4 separate regions of the Mus musculus genome follow, and all the other regions are linked to region 4. The links are chromatin contacts, called in public Hi-C and promoter capture Hi-C maps. All regions are on one chromosome and are shown on one strand. Each heading gives the region's core, a stretch centred on a gene start, on an enhancer-like site or on the middle of the called end of the contact. The rest is flanking DNA. Distances are from core to core; before and after follow the strand shown.

Region 1 (2,707 bases), core at 101-2,600, 9.7 Mb before region 4:
TTTGACTTTAAGGAGAAAATCAGACAACTAAATACCAGCATGGTACTAAGGAAGTTTGAGAAATAGAGGCAGTCAGAAAGAGGCAGGTTACAGGTATTCAAAACATGCACATGCAATGTAATACAGAATGGAGGTGAGATAGATAGACGGAATTTATGAGCCCGGTCCACTGCACTGTATTTTAAAGGGGGAGGAGGGATGATGGATAGGTGGGTGGGGTCACTGCTTAACTTTGGATTGGATCTGACAGCTGTAGCTGTCAAACCCACCTGCAGGATACTGTCTACCACACTATGAAATCCCGGTTACTAGAAGCAAAGCTGGAAGCATACTGCAGAGACAATGGGGATATCCAAGCACCAGGTGAGCATCCGACCATACAGCAGAGGGCTCCCTACCCTATCTAGGCTGTCCCCACCTCCCCAGCAGCACGCTGTCACTTTTGGCACGGAAGAAGGTAATGAATGCATGGGGGAGTCGCCCACGGGCGGGACTCGTGGGTGAATCTCAGGCTTTAGATTACAGTTGAAAAGAACCTGTCGCAGGCCTCGCAGGAGCTGGGCACTGAAAATCTCTGCTCCCAGCCCGTCCCACACTCGAGTCCAGGGGCAGGCTGACGTCCCGGTTTTGGGAAGGTCCCAGGGAATAGACTCACCGATCTGCCCAATGAACTCGATCTTGATGCCCTGGTGCTCTAGTCGCTTGTTGGGGTTCTTCAGTGATAGGCTCACTTTCCCCGAGACGGTTTCCCCGTCGTAGAAGAGGAAATATTTCTCCTTCTTCCCGTCCTCAGTCTTGTGCTCCGCTCGCTTCCTACTCTCCGCATCATTCAGCAAGATTTCCACCTCCACGCTCTGCCCGAAGCCGAAGAAGCTCATCTCCCCGCCTGGCCGCGCCGGTGTCGGCACAGACTGCTCCCTCCCTCCCAGGCGCGAGCTGCCTTCGGGGAAGGCAGGCCGGAGGGCCGGCTGCGGGAACGCGCTGGACGCTGCACCGCAGCCCCGCTCGCTCTGAGCTGGGCGGTGGGCGATCGCCGATGGCCTGCGCCCCTGGGGTGAGGCAGGGCGGAGGAAGGAGGTCGGCTGCGGGTTGCGGCGCCCAGAGCAGCGATGCACCGAGAGGCCAGACACAGTACCAACGCAGATCCTGGCGGTGCAGCGACTAGGGCCCTGGGAGGAAAGGCGCCAAGCACGCGCGTCTCGTCGCCCACCGGGTGGGGTCCAGCGCCCAGCCGCACACACAGAACTGCCTGGACTCCCGCGGCGTAACGCACCGAAGTGCTACGGCGGCGCCGGGCGGGGGAAGGGGCAGGAGAACTCCGGCCCGGATGCGAAGATGATGCCACGCGCACGCGCACGTCTTCTCTCCCCCCCCCCCCCCTCGCTTTCCCTACCCCCTCCAGGCCGTCAAGGGGTGCGCTCATCTGCGCATGTGCAGTGCCAAAGGGCGCTTTGTTTACATGGCGGCTCTGGCCTCTCTCCAGTAGAACTCGGGCCCAGATGTTCCGTCAAGTCCTAGCACTGCAAGTGCCTCCTTGTAATATTCCGGTTGCATTTCTCTTCCTTCTTAGCCTGATAAACGCCAGGCTACTCTTCACATTTGAATACGAGCAACGCTTGCGTGCTGTCTGACGGGATGAGGTGCCTTTCCCATGCACGCTCAGTGTCACCGGAAGGGGCAAATGTGACCGCTACTACAGGAAGTATGCTGTCCCCGCTGGCCTCTAGGTTCCCTGCCGTGTAAGAACGATATGACGGTAAGAAAAACACTAGTGACGTCCTGACCCCAACATTAACTGGAATGCTAAGGGAAAAAGAAAAAGTCCTCGCTAGCCTTGTTTAACTTCCAGTCTTTGCCCCGCCCACTTATGCGCACGCAGTGGGCGACCCAGCCCATTGGCTTGGGTTACGAACACGGCTCAGCGCGGTGATTGGTCGATTGTAAATCCCGAACGTTGTGACTGGTCCGCCAAAACGTCTCAGAGCGCGCGCGGGAGCGACGGCGAGCCGGTACGTCCACGGTCGGAATGGCGCTGCAGGATCTTGGAGAAAACTTGCAGCCTTGGTGTCCGCTGGGTCTCAGCCTCGGTGAGGAAACGCAGCCGCGGGTTCTGGGTTCGGGGCTTGGGGTGTTTTGTTCCGCCTAATGTATCCAAGCTTGCGTCTCGGTGAGGGTAGGGGTAGGGGTGGGGGAAGGGGAAGCCCTGGTCTCTGCACTGACCGTGAGCCCCAGGATTGTGACAATCTGCCCGGGTGAAGGCCAGCCAAACTTACGGTGGGATCTGAGTCCAGACGAGTAATTGGTAGAAAAGAGAGCTAAACTGTTCTAGCATGCGGGAGGTCGAGGCTGGAGGATTGCCATGAGTTCAAGACCATCCTGGGCCACACAAATGAATTTAAACCAGTCTCAATAATAATAATAATAAAACAATAATAATAGGAGTGTCTCAGTGATAATAACAATAGCAGCAGCAACATGAAAAGCTAATAATTGGCCTTTAATAGTGCTAGTGCCTCAGTTATCTCCATCTGTCACCTTTGTTCTACCTAGTCTTGCTGGAGTCCTAAGTCTATTCCCCAGGTGGTTTTAAACAGACAATCTCAATGTTCAGGTTGATTTTTTTTTTCTTAGAATTTGTGATCATAAATTCAGCTAGATGGTTCTTGTACCGGCTGGTTTTGTGTGTCAGCTTGACACAGGCTGGAGT
Region 2 (2,932 bases), core at 273-2,772, 9.8 Mb before region 4:
TGGAATTAGAGTCATATGCCATGGCAGGTCTGGCAGGCCGAGTCAATACTGGGGTTGGAACCCAGGGCTGCATGAATGAAAACATTAGGCAAGCATTCAAGCTGACTGAGCTAGATCCCCAACTCCAACACTTCGTTAAAAACAGTGAAAGAGAGCAAGCTGAACTCTGGTGGTACAGCCAAGGCTTGGGAGATAGGCACCAGTGATCTCTCCTGAGTTTAAGGCCAGCCTGGTCTACAAAGCTAGCTCCAGAAGTGTCACAGTTGCACAAATAAAGCCTGTCTCACACATCTTAGTTGCCCAGGTCAAAACAACAATCAATAACGTAAATCTGTTACTGGGACAGACTCTTTCCTAACTTTAGTACCAAACCACGCTACTTTGTTTACCCAATTTTAGGTGCCTAAGTAGGGCAGTAACTCTTAAAACTGGTTTTCTACAAAAAACAAAACAAAAACAAACAAACAAAAAACCAGTCTATGCCTCCATGTACTTTATAACTCTGTTCTCAATTTTCAAAGCCATAAGGCCATAAATAATAGATTCTTATTTAAAATAAAATTTAGAATTATTTTAAAAACTGTTTCAGAAGAAAAGGTGGTTCTGGTTTTTAGTTTGGTATTTAAAGTGATTGACAAATCTAAATATTTGGCTTGGTTTGCATGGGTGGCAAACACTCCCAGTTACATGCAAGTTTTCTGCCAGGTTTTTAAACAATCAGTTTGTAATCTCAGATAGGGTTTCTCAATTGCGGTTATCTTTCTTTTTCCTGCAGCAGTTTCTACAGTATGAGTGTTTTTACGAAATCTATACTTGTGAGCAAAACATACGGTATAACCTGGAGCTTTTCAACTATCTCTACCAGCGCTCATATACTTAGCTCTTTCTACCTTGGAAATCTATTGCCAAAGTCACACGTTCCTTCGTCTTTGAAAAGCATTGGCGGGGTCGGGGGACAGGCAACTGGACTGGACTGAGCGCTGGTCACAGGGACCATTAAGAGCTGGTCCCGAGAGTAGATCCTGAGTTATGGGAGGAAGCCAGTTCGTGAAACAGGACTGGTCGGGGAGAGAGAAGTGGGTCCCAGACGGGCAGAGTCAGAGGATGAAGTGAGTCCGTCAAGGGACCCGAGAGGGATCGGTGTCAGGCGAAGCCCGAGAGCCACCAAAGCGCTGGGAACTCGGGCGGGCACAGATGCCCACCGAAGACCCACTCTCCCCTCGCCTAGATGAGCCTTACGATCGATGCAGAAGGTGATGCTCCGGTGGTGGGTCTGAGCCAGGGACTTGAGTGCCGCGCGCAGACAGCCAAAGCGCCTGTATCCGGACCGCAACATCGCCATGTAAACTTCGAATCTCAGACCCCAGGCCTCTTAGCCCAGGCCAGAACTAGCCGTTCCCGCCCCGCCCCCCTGATACTCTGGGAGTTGTAGTCCATTAAGCCCTTGAAGCGCGGGCTCCAATAGGACTACTGGCGTTCTGAAACTACAGTTCCCAGAGATCGTGGGGGCGGCGCCTCTGAGACGCGTCTTCTACTAAGCCTGTCCGGGCACGCCAGTCGCCTCAAGGCTCCCAGAAGATTAGCCTGGCAGTGCTTCAAGGCGTTTGGGTGGTGCGTTGAATGAATGGTGGTGGGTAAAGCCGAATTAGGGAGGGACTCAGGAGAGTTTAGAGGTAGATTAGGAGAGAAGGAAAGGGCGCAGATAACGAGAGAGGGATTAGAATGGTTTAATCATGACTTTTCTTCATAAGTCCCAGGCCCTGTATGCTTTCTTGCCTCCATCTTGCACCATGCAGGTTTTAGAAGACAAGAGCTGTTTCTTACCCGTCCGGTTAGCTTCAGCCTCCTACAGAGAGGCCATGCCGAGACCCCGCAAGAGGCAGACTGGGACTGCTGGTCCAGGTGAGTTGAACCGACGCTGCAAAAGGCAGCAGGTAAAGAACGTGGTCTTGTAGGGCGTGCTTTATTTCCTTTTTCCACTCCCTGGTTTGGAGACTTTGGGGGTTGTTGCTTATCGTCTTCTTTACTCTTTCTGCCAGAACTTCCACTTTCAGTCCCTTCCACTTATTTGTCCAATCAAAGAATAGTGCAATGAAGCACTGCATACATATACGGAACTGTGGTGGCCCACGCATGTGGGAGACTGAGGCTGTAGAATTGCCTTGGGTTTAAGACCAGCCTGGTACTACATGAGTACTACATAAGCAGGGCCCTCTCTCCAAAGTGTGTGTGTGTGTGTGTGTGTGTGTGTGTGTGTAACCTTGACAGCATAGGTGAAAAGAGACTTCTTTAAAAATTACATTTATTTACTTTTGTACAGTATGTGGGAACACACACACACACTGATCAGAGGATAACTTGAAGGAATCAATCCCCCGATTCCACTGTGCGAATCTCAGGGATTGAACTCAGGTCCTTAGGCTTTGAAAAAAAAAAAAAAATGCCTTTTCCAACTAAGCCACCTCGCCAACCCTTTGCTTTTATCATTGAATGCAATAAGCCAGGCACAGAAAGGCATGCATGATTTCATGTGAAATGTAAAAAAGCTGAAAGCTAGAAATCAGAGGGAGATCAGGATTCAAGATCTTCCTTGACTACGTGTAGAGTTTGAGGCCAGCCTGGACCACAGGAGACCCCACCTTTCACACACACAGTTTTCTTTTCCTAGGTCTTTATCTTATCAGCCTGTCAATTTGGAATTGCTAAGCATCTGAGGATGACCTGAATTCCTGATCTTTCTGTCCCCACTCCCAAGTGCTTTGGTTATAGGTTTCTTACATCACCAAAACCATTTAGACTTACCCTTAAATTTCCTGAACAATGTGACTTCAGAGGCTACCAAAATGCTAGACATAGCTGTTAAGAAACTTATTGCAGCTATGCTTACAAGCCTAATGCTCTAGGGCTTCTCTGTGGTCCTTATCTTGTGTTT
Region 3 (2,700 bases), core at 149-2,648, 5.4 Mb before region 4:
GTTTCTAATTCCAACAGGATCCAAGGACATCTTTTTTGTTTGTTTTTTGTTTTCTTCGAGACAGGGTTTATCTGTATAGCCCAGGCTGTCCTGGAACTCACTTTGTAGACCAGACTGGCCTTGAACTCAGAAATCCACCTGCCTCTGCCTCTCTGCCTCTCTGCCTCTCTGCCTCTCTGCCTCTCTGCCTCTCTGCCTCTCTGCCTCTCTGCCTCTCTGCCTCTCTGCCTCTCTGCCTCTCTGCCTCTCTGCCTCTGCCTACCTTCCGAGTGCTGGGATTAAAGGCTTGCGCCACCATGCCCCGCTGATCCAAGGACGCTTATAGAGTCAGTGGGTGTGTGTGCGCGTGCGCATGGGTGCAAAGATTTGGCTTTATTTGGAAAGCACTATTTTCCACTGAGAGAAGGACATGCCTGGCATGCCCTGCTCCCCTGACATGTTTATTAAACCGAAGGAACAGTGGCTAACCCACGCAGGACCAGAGGGTGAACTGTAGAATACTTGAGAAGACATTCTAAATAAGACGGTCTTAGAGAAAGAAGGCGTAATGATGAATCATAAGAGTAAGTTGTCGATGTTTTCACTTTCTGCAAGTTGTGCGGACTTGGAGACATGGGTTAGAGTCTGTGTTATATTTCCCAACCTTCAAGACTGCAAGAGGTCCTCCACTGTCTGGTGGCCTCAGCAAAGCCTTCCCGACAGAGTGGTGGTGTCTAACAGTTTTCTTCTGCAGGGAAGCTCTTTAAACAACTCAAGAAAAGCTCTTTAAGCAACTCAAAATAGCTTCAGGAAGTCCCCGAAACGGATCAGATTCTTTAGGCTCCTCTCTGCCAGAATAAACGATAAAAGCTGAGAGACCTTCTCAGATGGAAGGACGCTAAACTGAGGATTCTGAGTTGGGGAAAAAGCTACAAAGTCGACTCTGAGGCCAGACCAGCTACCTGGAGGCAGCAGAAACCAGCTGAGCTGCCTGGAAAGGTGTAGACCAACTGAGGCACCTGGAAAGGACTCATTGCAACCTGTTGAGCTGCTTGTAGGCTGTGCAGTGTTTCAGGTTCCCAGCTTTTGTGAGTTGTCACTCATGCTGGGGTGAGCCTTGGTTTTTCAGCTAAGTCATTTCTGCTCTTGTTAAGTAAACCCTCACCCATATGCCTGCAAGTAATCCCAATAGTAGTTCACCAAGTTGGACTTGGGTGGTCTCGGTATTTTGATTTGTCGTGTTGAGTATCCCCTGGAAAAATTTTGTCACACAAGAAGTGGTGGTTAGCACGGTGCCTGTCAGACTGTGCTCTTGCTTCGCAGCTGACAAAAGGCGACATCGCTCTATCCTCCAAAGCTCCTGAGCCAGGAGAACCCCGCACAGAATGGATCGTGCCTTCTCCGCACCGACGTAGCTTGTGGCACCAGACGCGTCGGGGCGGTTCAGGTGCTGCCACAGGCTCCGCCCCTGCCCGTCCTGCCCAATACGCTCCGCCCCGCCGTTAGGTTTCGCCCCACAGGTCCCGCCCCTTCCGCTGCCGGAGCCCGGAACGTGCGCGTACCCAGACGCCTTGCGGGAGCGAGCGCGTTTCGGAGCCCACGGCCCGACGAACCCCGGGTGAGACCCGCGGACTCTGCTGAGGTGAGGGCGGGCCCAGGCGTCGGGTTTGGTGGGTGCCGGGGGAAGGGGAGAAGCGGGGAGAAAGGGAGAAGCGGGGCGTTGCCGTGGGCACGCGGCGGGCCCCACGCGTGGCGTGCGGCTGCCGGGTGGGCGAGGGTTAGGGGGAGGACGTGTGGGGGAGGGGCGGGCCGCGGCGCGCTGCGCGCAGGTGGGGCTGGCGACGTGGGGCTGCGGTCCGAGGTCCTTGCTTGCTGGTTGCTCGCGAGGGTCTAGAGGGTGGGCTAGCCCAGGTGCAGAGAAGAGGCCTTCCTGGTCTAGCGAAGCAGCCCGGGACACCCCCAACACTTAGAAATCGGCAGCTTCCGGGGTTCCGGCTCGCTAGCAGCGCCCCTGTTTTTGTATTTTGAGTTCTTGTGCAGAATAAGTGGCAAGGCAGCGGTTGTCGCTAGATAATTATGTGTAGCTTAATCAACCGCCGGTATTGGAAGCAGCTTCTGAGTGAGTTGTGTACATTGTGCACCTGTCAGATGAGGTAACTGGCTTTGCACGCTGTCTATGCCACTTACGCTAAGAGGAGTTTATTCTAAGCATCAGGTTGCCTCTGTCTGTCGGTCTGCCTGCCGGCCTTCCTTCCTTTCTTTTTTTCTTTCTTTTTTTTAAGTTTTGTTACGTGCAGGTGTCTTGCTCCTTTCTCACTTTCACTCAGTTATTTAGGCGCTACATGCGTGCAGGATGTCCTCAATTCTCTGTGTGCTGACGATGAGCGCGCACAGTTACCTGGGGACCACACAGCTGTGTCCATGTAACACTCGCCGTATCTTTCCTTGATCTGAAATACTGTCAGAACGTGAAATCATTTTGCAGAAAAGAGCTTCCATTCTAGGTATATTACAGACTTACCCATTATCATTTGAGAACTTGGGAAGTGGGAAGGATCTTCACTGTTAATGTAAGCTCACTTAGCTGGAGATTCCCTTTAAGATCCTAAGAGAAAAGAAAGGTAGGAAGGGCCTGGTCCAACTCCTCCTTAACTACAGGTAAGGAGCCTGACACCTGGTGAGGTAAGATGTCACAGATAGTGACGGCCCCAGGGTAGAATC
Region 4 (2,832 bases), core at 119-2,618:
CCTCAATTGATTGGCTACAAGCTTTTTTCTGTTCCAAATCCCAGTGTGCATGCTCTCTGGCCAACTAAAGAGCAGGTGGTCACTAATGCAAGTTCAATCCATGCACTCAAGAGAGAAATATACTCAGGCCACCCACTACATATTCATTTTCAAAGTTCAAACTGTAACTACTGCTCAGGTCTATTTCCCTGTAACTCATTTCATGACCCAGAGAGAACTTGGAGCACCAGATGAAAATCTAGAGCAAAATTACAATAATAATAATAATAATTTTGTTTCTTCTAGACCAGAATAAATTTTGGAATGGTGGTAAGGGAAGCAATCTGCAGACAGTTCAGAATGGTGATCAATTATAGACAATTGGTATGTTAAGGACTAAGAAACAAAGAGTGTGGCAACTGAGAAAACGTAGCACTGTTCAAAACTATGCTGGGAAAGGGGAAACTGCATTATCTTGTTCCCTTCTTTCCAGGGACCAGGGGGTTGCAAAAGGAAAACACTGGACAAAATGGAAAACACGAAGACTCACACTGCGAAGTCTAACATCTTTCCTTTAATTAACTATACCAAAAGAGCAGTTTGGGCTGGTGTGATTAATTATAATTCCAAAGGGAAGGCTTATCACGCACTAATTCTGGGAAGTGAACAACTCAGTCCCATCTCTTGGGTTTGTAGTTGTTCTCAGGAGATAAGTGACATGGAAACTAAACACCACTGAGCTAATATGATCCACACACCTGAAGAGTAAGCAAAGGCAGCGAGAGTGCTAAAACCTGGACTTTAAAGCTAAACACTGCGAGTTTTCATACCGTTCTTGGCAATCTCCACACACCGATAGGGTACAGAAAGGGAAAGGACGCTTTTCTTATCTGCTCATCATCTCTCTGCTTCTCAGCTGTGTCTGCAAGCCTTGACCCACCCGAGCTCTAAATTCTAGGGCTGCAGCCTCGGTGGTTTTCCCACATACGTTTCCACGTCATCTTGTGCACCCTCACTGACTTCGAACCCACTATCTCAGCACACTCCGCGTGGCCCTTCCAAGCTAGTCCCAGGATCCTGTGCCCCACGCCCTCATGGCCAGAGTGCATTGCTCTGCCAAGACCCTTCCTCAGATCGTCTGGTGCCCCAATGCCTGGACGTCCCCATCTCACACTCCACGCCCCCTCCTCCGCCCAGGCCGCAGGCAGGCTCTGCTCCCCACCTCTACAGGCTTGTGTCCAGCACCTCGTTCGGGCCGGCCAACAGCCCGCGCGGCACCTGCCGCTAATCCTCTAGCGCTACCCCAGAGTTTCTCACCTCACGGATGCTCCTCAGGAACCCACTCTGCTCCCCCTGCCATCCGTTCAGCGGCGCACTCAACCCTGACAGCAGCCAAGGCCCGCCTCCCTGCCCGCTCCGCATTGGCTAGCCTCCGTCGATGTATATTTCAGGGGACCGACAGGATAACGGTTCTGTCTGTCATTTCGAGGGCGTGGATCGAGTCTGGATTCCTCCTTTTGAATGGACAATGTGACTGTCATTCACCCTGTTGAGAGGCGTGACTATGAAGTCCCACCGAACTGTGATAGGCCGGCGCGGGAAAGCGAAACGCGCGGAAAGAGCGTGCTCTGAACAGTTTGGTTGAGAGCCGAGCAGTGACGTGTCGGTCTGCGGACCAGGAAGGAGCGGCGATAGGAAGGAGTGGACGCTGTACCCTGGTCACATGAGCAGAAGCGGAAATACGTAAAGAAAGCGGCAGTCGTACCACGTCCGGAAAAGTTGGGCTGCAGATCCGTTTGTTTTTTAAGGTAGAAATGGCCCGTTACCTATTAAACGGTTAAAGGAGAGAAGATATGTTGTGAAAACTCTCAGCCTCCATGGTTCACACGAACCCACCTTGTGTAAGATGTGTCAACTAATAAGCCCAAGAATTGTTTCTGTGTTTGCAGTAACCTCGATAAAGGGACCTTTGACAAATTTCACCGAAACGTTTCACTCAGGTCTGACTTTATGGAAGGGCCCGGGAGGCCTTTTTAGGGTGTCACCGCCCGAGTCGGGCTGAGCCGGCAATAGCCTGCAGAAATTATCTCAAGGCTCGGAGCGGCTAGCCCTGGGCAATCAGGAGCAGCTTAGCATCGCCGGGCCCCTGCGAGGGTGACCTTTCCTCCCGGGCCCTCCGAGGATGGTACTGAGAACGGGCACAGGAAGGGGTTTCAGCTGCCAAACTCCAGTCTTTTCCGATATATACATATAAACAGATGTACTAATTCGAACACTTCCATGCCTTACAAGCCTCAAACCAAAGGCTACGGTAAGATTAGACCATCCAGATACCATTCATATTTGGTGCCAGTGACGCTGGCTTCTCTTTTCCTCTCCCATGAAGGGAAGCACCAACTATTGAAATCAGTACTTATTACAATAATGCATTTCCTCAAAATGCTCATGACCAGTTTTTACACCAGGACCTAACTCAATACCTCTTCTCTTTTGTTTTTATAGTAAATGTTCCATGTAGTTTTATTTTAGCAAGAATAACGGCAAAGCACACACTTGTGATGCCAGTGCTCCCAGAGTCTGAGGCAGGAGGAGCTAATTCCAGGCATCTTAATCTGAAGGAGATAAGCATGAGGACTTTACATACATTCAAACTCCTGTGGCTTCAAAACCTAGCTTAATTTCTTACATAGATAAATTATTTCTCACAGTTCTAGAGTCTGGGAAACAAAAGATTACAGTGCCCGAAACTGACGAAGACTTTTACCACGGCATTATATGGTGGGAGGTCACCTCAGACGTTTTATTTTAAAAAAAAAAAAAAAAATGCTAAGGTCAGGACTAGGGACAATGCTA

Evidence for each region. Promoter capture Hi-C pulls out the DNA fragments that hold promoters and counts their contacts. A called contact is a pair of places that touch in the nucleus more often than the background predicts.
Region 1: a contact with region 4 is called in a Hi-C map of B cells, with 7 read pairs. The contact joins the promoter of Vps26b here to the promoter of Stt3a in region 4. A contact is called at or near these places in 1 of 39 promoter capture datasets (pre-B cells) and 5 of 484 Hi-C or Micro-C datasets (B cells, CD4 T cells, CD8 T cells and 1 more).
Region 2: a contact with region 4 is called in a Hi-C map of B cells, with 5 read pairs. The contact joins the promoter of Thyn1 here to the promoter of Stt3a in region 4. A contact is called at or near these places in 1 of 39 promoter capture datasets (cranial neural crest) and 1 of 484 Hi-C or Micro-C datasets (B cells).
Region 3: a contact with region 4 is called in a promoter capture Hi-C map of pre-B cells, with 4 times the contacts expected there. The contact joins the promoter of 1700023A20Rik here to the promoter of Stt3a in region 4. A contact is called at or near these places in 2 of 39 promoter capture datasets (liver and pre-B cells) and 3 of 484 Hi-C or Micro-C datasets (CD4 T cells, CD8 T cells and muscle stem cells).

Annotation. Positions count from the first base shown.
Region 1 is chr9:27,028,744-27,031,450 of GRCm38.p6, forward strand. It overlaps Vps26b (VPS26 retromer complex component B), which reads right to left and starts at 1,351. Exons shown (of 6, transcript NM_178027.4): 1 at 656-1,351. The coding sequence starts at 878. It overlaps Ncapd3 (non-SMC condensin II complex, subunit D3), which reads left to right and starts at 1,422. Exons shown (of 36, transcript NM_178113.4): 1 at 1,422-1,756; 2 at 1,880-2,087. The coding sequence starts at 2,027.
Region 2 is chr9:26,998,155-27,001,086 of GRCm38.p6, forward strand. It overlaps Thyn1 (thymocyte nuclear protein 1), which reads left to right and starts at 1,523. Exons shown (of 8, transcript NM_144543.2): 1 at 1,523-1,611; 2 at 1,797-1,902. The coding sequence starts at 1,860. It overlaps Acad8 (acyl-Coenzyme A dehydrogenase family, member 8), which reads right to left and starts at 1,395. Exons shown (of 11, transcript NM_025862.2): 1 at 1,240-1,395. The coding sequence starts at 1,342.
Region 3 is chr9:31,384,650-31,387,349 of GRCm38.p6, forward strand. 1700023A20Rik (RIKEN cDNA 1700023A20 gene) reads right to left here and starts at 1,399. Exons shown (of 1, transcript NR_165167.1): 1 at 354-1,399. Nfrkb (nuclear factor related to kappa B binding protein) reads left to right here and starts at 1,543. Exons shown (of 26, transcript NM_172766.3): 1 at 1,543-1,621.
Region 4 is chr9:36,766,254-36,769,085 of GRCm38.p6, forward strand. It overlaps Stt3a (STT3, subunit of the oligosaccharyltransferase complex, homolog A (S. cerevisiae)), which reads right to left and starts at 1,369. Exons shown (of 18, transcript NM_008408.5): 1 at 1,297-1,369. Gm26787 (predicted gene, 26787) reads left to right here and starts at 1,634. Exons shown (of 4, transcript NR_166654.1): 1 at 1,634-1,787.